Regions from separate parts of the Mus musculus genome. Here region 2 is linked to region 1. A link is a contact called in public Hi-C data. All regions are on one chromosome and are shown on one strand. The core of a region is the stretch at or near the end of the contact, and the rest is flanking DNA. Distances in the headings are between cores, read along the strand shown.

Evidence for each region. A called contact is a pair of places that touch in the nucleus more often than the background predicts.
Region 2: a contact with region 1 is called in a Hi-C map of cortical neurons, with 2.2 times the contacts expected there. The contact joins two enhancer-like sites. A contact is called at or near these places in 13 of 484 Hi-C or Micro-C datasets (Sertoli cells, cerebellum, cerebral cortex and 7 more) and 2 of 115 datasets of contacts at active chromatin or transcription factors (astrocytes and embryonic forebrain).

What each region holds. Positions count from the first base shown.
Region 1 is chr12:105,436,729-105,439,799 of GRCm38.p6, forward strand. No RefSeq gene overlaps it. Among named protein-coding and RNA genes, the nearest start is that of D430019H16Rik, 16 kb to the right of the region's middle. Within about 2 kb of position 1,628, at least 16 of the 459 cell types and tissues checked have an H3K27ac peak or open chromatin away from gene starts, as enhancers often do. A contact at or near this core is called in cortical neurons, where this site is marked.
Region 2 is chr12:105,570,414-105,573,474 of GRCm38.p6, forward strand. The region is part of intron 1 of Bdkrb2 (bradykinin receptor, beta 2); the gene reads left to right. Among named protein-coding and RNA genes, the nearest start is that of Bdkrb2, 8.8 kb to the left of the region's middle. Within about 2 kb of position 1,453, at least 6 of the 459 cell types and tissues checked have an H3K27ac peak or open chromatin away from gene starts, as enhancers often do. A contact at or near this core is called in cortical neurons, where this site is marked.

The sequences.
Region 1 (3,071 bases), core at 378-2,877:
AAAAAGAAGTTTAGGTGGTAAAAGGACTTATTTCAGCTTACGCTTCAGGTTACAGCCTGTCCTTGTGGGAAAGGTAAGAACGTTAAACATCTGTCACATCACACCTAGTGTCAAGCGCAGAGAGAACTGAATAATCCATGTCTATTTGTGTGAGTGTGTGAGTGTGTGTGTGACACAGTTGTGAGCGAGGGAGTGTGTGTGAGAGTGTTTGTGTGTGTGAGAGAGAGTTGTGAGAAGAGTGTGTGTATGAGAAAGTTTGTGTGAGTGAGAGTGTGTGTATGTGATTTGTGCATGTAAGAGAGAGTGTAGTGTGTGTATGTGTATGTGTGTGTGAGGGTGTGTGAATGTGGTGTGTGTGTGTGAGAGAGAGAAATAGCGTGGTGTGTGTGAGTGTGTGTATGTGTATGTGAGGGAGTGTGTGAGAGAGAGTGTGGGAGGGAGTGTTGTGATAGAGTGTGTGTATGTGAGGGAGTCTGGTGTATGTATGTGTGTGTGTACACACATGTGTCTAGAAATCAGGAAATGGGTAAGAGTCATGGTCTCTTACAGTTATCCCTCCATTATTCCTACAGAATAAATGCCATATATTCTTGTTTGCTGGATGTCACACAGTCTTGACACTGGGGAGGACTTACCACATCCACAGGGAATGAGGTCAAGAGAGCGTGCTCACTGTGGAGTGCTTAGTAGCAGGCGCTTTGTCGTGGGCTGAGAGGCCTGAGTGGGGAATAGAGAGTGCCTCTGATCATTCAGGCTAAGACCGGTCCGTTTGCGTGTTCTGAAGTCATATGACAGCTGTAGCCTGACGACGCCCACATCTCTGTTCCAGTCAGGACTCCCTCTGAGTTCTAGAACTGCTCCAGTCTGCCTGCCAGACATCTCTGCTGGAGTAGTCCCTTACACTCTAACTGCCACAGGCACAACTATTAACAAAAACAAACAAAACAAAACAAAACAAAACAAAACAAAACACCCAATAACTTGTTTACAGGATATGTTCTCTGTCAGTTCTTAGGCAGGAATTCTCCTTTAATCATCTCATGTGGTGTGTGTGTTTGCATGTGTGCGTGCGTGTGTGTGTGTGTGTGTGTGTGTGTGTGTGTGTGTGTGTGTGTGTGTGTGTGAATGCGTGTGTTTTGAGGGTTGAGTCCAGGCCTTAAACGTGCTAACAAAGCACTCCACCACTGAGCTGCCTCTCCCAGTCCCTTTTCACTTTATTTTGCTGTGACATCTTACTAAATTGCCTGGGCTGGCCTGGAATTTGAATCCTTCCTTAGTGACCCAGGAAGCTGGAATTACAGCTCTGTACCGCTGTGCTCAACTGCCTTTTAACCCTCCCAATCATCCGGAGGCACAGCATCCTCATGACTGCTTTACAGATGAGAAAAGCTGGACCTTGAACTCAGATCCTCATGTCTGTGTGGCAAACACTTTCCTGGGCAAACTCTCCCTAGCTCTAAACAGCTCCTAGATGGAAGAAAAAAATTAGCTCATCATAAATACAAATTACTAAACAAACCCTGCAACTTACAACTAAAGGCCTGGCTTTGCAGCCACTTGGTCTGAAGGGTGGGGCATATCCCTGCTCAGTCTTGTTAAACCGTTCTCAGCAGCCAACGGAGTAACAAACCAATTAATTTCTCAAACACCACCTCTGTCGTGTCTGTTTTATCCTCCAGGCTTCTATGAACAGATTGCAGCAAAGCTAAAAATAAAATGTCACAAAGACTGGCTGGAAAGCTAGGGTTTTCATCTCACAGATGAGACACCAAAAGATCCCCCAAAGTCCCTGGGCTGCCAGAGAAGCCTGTCAGTTTCAGACAGTCACCCAGAGCTGGGAGGTGTAGCTCAGAAGCAGAGCGCTTGCCTAGCAGCAGGAAGACCCACATTCCATACCCAGCCCCACGGGAAAGAAGGTCAAAGCCTGCCTGGCCCCAGGCTCAGTGCCGACAATGGCTAGAGCTTGTTTCATAAACATCAATTCCAAAACAAAAACCAAGGTTTCCCTAGGCCAAGAAAAACAGTGTAGACTTACAACCTTCTAAAGACCTAAGCAAACTAAAAAGATGATGGATCTCTGATGGTCAGCCCCGCAGTGTGAGCTTTGCCTTCCCACAAGTGGCTCAGATACAGTGAATCCTGAGGAAGGAGCATTGGTGTTTGCCTGCTTGCCTCTGCTTCTTGCTGGTAAATGCATCTGCCAGTGCTGTTGCTGCCTACCACTACCACACTTCATTGACATTAAACTCCAACTTCATTGGACCAGAAACTCTCCAGGGATCTTCTGAGGCCTTCAATACCAGACTTAAATAGCTGGGGCTTCAGCTTCATGCACTGGGCAGACACAAGTTTCTCAGTCCCTCAAGCACAATGATTTGGGCGAACATCAAATTGTAAACATACCTAAGACAGGACAAGGTATTTTTTTTTATGTCTCAATTGTGTGTTCTAGAGTTTGAATTTTGTAGAAGTTGATGTCATGTCACAGTGTCATTCATGAAGTTGGACGCCGCTGGTAAGCTGTTCAGTGACTGTGCTTTTGTGATAGAAGCAGTCAGTTGGTTTGGTTCCTCTGGGAAACCTTGCTTAATATGAGAGTATAGCAAGCAATGTTGGCACCAACTCAGTTAATGGGGCTTTTAAAGCCAAAGCCAACCAGAATAGTACAGCAGTTATTCACTGAAGCATGCAGCCCTCTGAGGCTTGTGGGGAAGCCCAACCCCTAGTGTGAGGGTGTCTGGCAATGGAACCTTTCTGAGCATGTTTCAGTGAGGTCATGGGGGCTGAGCTGAAAGATGGGATTCATGACTCCTTGTAAGAGACGACATCAGGAAGCGGGCTGTCTCTCTCTTTCAGCCATGTAGGAACACAGAGAGAAGGTGGGCATCTGTAACCCACAGACTGAGCCCGCAGCAGACCTCAGCCATACCTGGATCTTGAATTATGAGAAACTTCTAGTGTTTACATTCTCTAGTCTGAGGTGTCTGGTTAAAGGGAAAAGGGCAGCTTTGCCATGCAGAAGCCTGGGACACAGGCACTGTAATCAGCTCGCCATTGATAATGGAATGGGC
Region 2 (3,061 bases), core at 203-2,702, 130 kb after region 1:
CCTCTGAAGAGAGGGCTAGAGAAGGAAACAAGTCAGTTGCTGGGTGGTTAGGAGTAGTCTGTAGGCGAAGTTGGGTGTCAGCCATGCCCCCCAGCCTTGCCTGAGACTGCATTGGAGATGTAGGAGTTACTCAGTTAGGGGTCTCTTCCCATCTGGCCCCAGGAGATCACTGTCTTAGACAGAAGGCTCCTTGACTCCAGAAAGGCATGCTGGGAGAGGAAAGTGCCTCCCTCCCTCCCTCACCTGAATGTCACATGTCTCTAGCTCAGTTCTCGGCTAGAGTTCCTCTAGGCTCACAGCTGTGCTGATTATTTGAGCAGTGTTTAGAAATCAGGACCAATGGGTCTTGTCCAGCAGTCTGGGGTTAAGTTCTGCCCCTGTGGACCCTGACTTCTCTGGGCTTCTGCTTTCTCGTCTGTAGGGATCCGCAGGGGGACTGTGGTTGGGCGGACAGAACAGGGCAGCCTGCTCTGTGCCCAGGATTTGGGAAGTTGGTTTATTCCCTATAATCTCTCTCTCTCTCTCTCTCTCTCTCTCTCAACTTTTGTTCTTTTCTTATATGTTACATCCTCCCAGTCCCCCACCCCCACTCCAGCCTTCCCTCTCCTCCCCCTAGATCAACCCCTCTTCTATTCCCCCTCTTAAGAAAGAAAGAAAGAAAGAAAGAAAGAAAGAAAGAAAGAAAGAAAGGAAGGAAGAGAGGAAGGAAGAGAGGAAGGAAGAAAGGGAGGAAGGAAGAAAGAGAGGAAGAGAGAAAGAGGAAAAAAAAGAAAAAAAGCATGCATGCCTTGTGGGAATATGTACCTAACATGACCTAGCAAGATACAATAAGCCTTTAACCACTAGTTGAGCCTACTCTAGAATCCCCGGATCAGAGACCTCTACCCAGAGGAGCCAGAGAGATTGTGCAGGCTTCAAGTTCAAGTCCCATACCCTGTGAAGCAGCAAGTAAGCCAAAATTGGGGAAAGGATATGATATGGGCTGGTATGCCACACAGCACGTATGGAATTATGTTTAAGCCCTATCCCGGCCCCAGGGACCATCTCCACCCAAACCTGACACTGCTACTCATTCAAATAAACCTGCTCTCTAGGTGATGTGTCCCCACCTGATTCTGACAGACAGTCTGTAAGGTGACATAGTAGCTGAAGGGGCATTTGAACCTCACCTGGCTCTTGTGTCAGTTGGTCTCCCCAGACAGACAACTGGTTAGCTACTGGGGCCTTGAGGGGGTGGAGGGGAGAGCACAGGCTGGTTAAGGGTGGCAGACCCTGAGCCCCTGAGGAGCTAGGCACTTCTCCACAGAGGGAGGAATCCCAGAGCCATCGAGACCTGGTGTGACTTGCCTATCACCACCCTCTGCAGCCTAGAACTTCCCAGCAATGGACACGTGTTCAGCCTGAAGATAAGTGCCAGCCGAGAAAAGGCTTCCCTCACAAGTGGCCTAGGCAATTCTTTCTCAGAATCCCTTTGGTAACTGTGACTAAGAGGATGGAAGTAGAGACATCTGGGCTCCTGACTGCTCAGATTCATCCTTCAGTTAGGGGGGGAAGAGAAAGCAACTGTGAGTCTGGCAAGGGTGCTGGCATTGATGAGTGACAGGGGTGAGCATGCCAGATCGCCAAGGTACCCTCACACCAACAGTACAGCTCGTTAGCCTGCAGGCAGGGACTCAGGCTCAGAAAGCTGGTTACAGCATAGGCAAATGGCGGGGCTGGGATTTGAATGCCAATCAGCATGCCTCCATCCTGCCAGTGTGTACTCAGAATGCATACCAGGTGCACCAGAGTTTGGGGGGTGCTTAGGGGGCAGGTGAGGGAAAGGCCCCTCAAACCTGGAGTACAGTGAGTGCCAGCTCCCCCAAACCCTCTGCAGCTGAGAAAAAAAAAATGAAGCCTGCTCTATTGTAGGTTGTGAGAATAGTTGAGACTCCAGATACATTTTTGCATTGCAAAGAAAAAGGATAGGTTAACACCAGCTTGGAAGCTGCGAGTAGGGCCCCACTAGCTGCCTTGGGCTTTCTTTACTCTTTGCAGAGTTTCCCACACTGCAAGAAGAATCAGACTCCGCAGAAATGAGCGTGTCAGATTCCAACAGAGCAGAGTCCTTATATAGGAGAGAAATGGGCTGTGATTCTGGGCTCATTCAGTTCCCTCTGCTGTTACAAAGTGCCGAGGCAGATAACTTTGTATATAAAGGGGCGGTTACAGGTGTGGTTGAAAGTATTTGGAATCCCAGCACTAGGGAGGCTGAGGCAGGAAAGAGAGAGGGATGGGGGCAGGAGGAGAGTAGGAGAGAAAAAGAAAAGAGCTTAATTAACTCACAGTTTGTGTTGCTAAAAGTTGGCCCTTGAAGCCCCTCCCCTTGTCTGTCAATATTGTGATTGGCAGGGACAGAAATGTATCCCTTCTGAGGCCACGCCTCCAATGACTTAAAAGCCTCCCTGTTAAGCCCTACCTCTTAAAGGTCCCTTACCACCACCTCCCAACACTACTGCCTTGGGGACCAAGTCTCCAACCCCAGAATCTTGGCAGACAGACTCAGTTGAGCACAGCAGGTGAGGAAGGTTAGCAGGGAGACTTGTTCATGTGGAATGTGCTTAGCGGACTCAGCATCATGAAAAGGCCACTCAAGGGTGACCCAACCATGAGAACACTGTGGAAGGACCCACTTCTGCCCATCTCCTGGGGCCAAATCAAGGAGACAGATTGGATTCCACGATTCCTGGAGGGTTTTGCGGCATGGTAGGGAGGAATCCCATCTCTGAGGTCTTTCCAAATGACCTGTTTCTTCCCAGATCATCAGAAGCCCTCTGACTCACCTGTGGTAGTTAGGCAGCCAGAGAATCACGAGAGAAACAGTTCAACATTTCATGTTAAAGCAAGGCCTGGCCAGCTCTCTTTCTTCTACAAACTAACCATAATTCACTCTCTATTTTGTTTTTTAAAGGAGAAAACACAAGGCTTGTTATTATTGCAAAAGCCTCGTGGGTTGGCATAAGTGTGCCGGTCTGTGCATGCCTTTGTGGAAGTCAGAAGTCAATGTTGGTGTCTTCCTTTA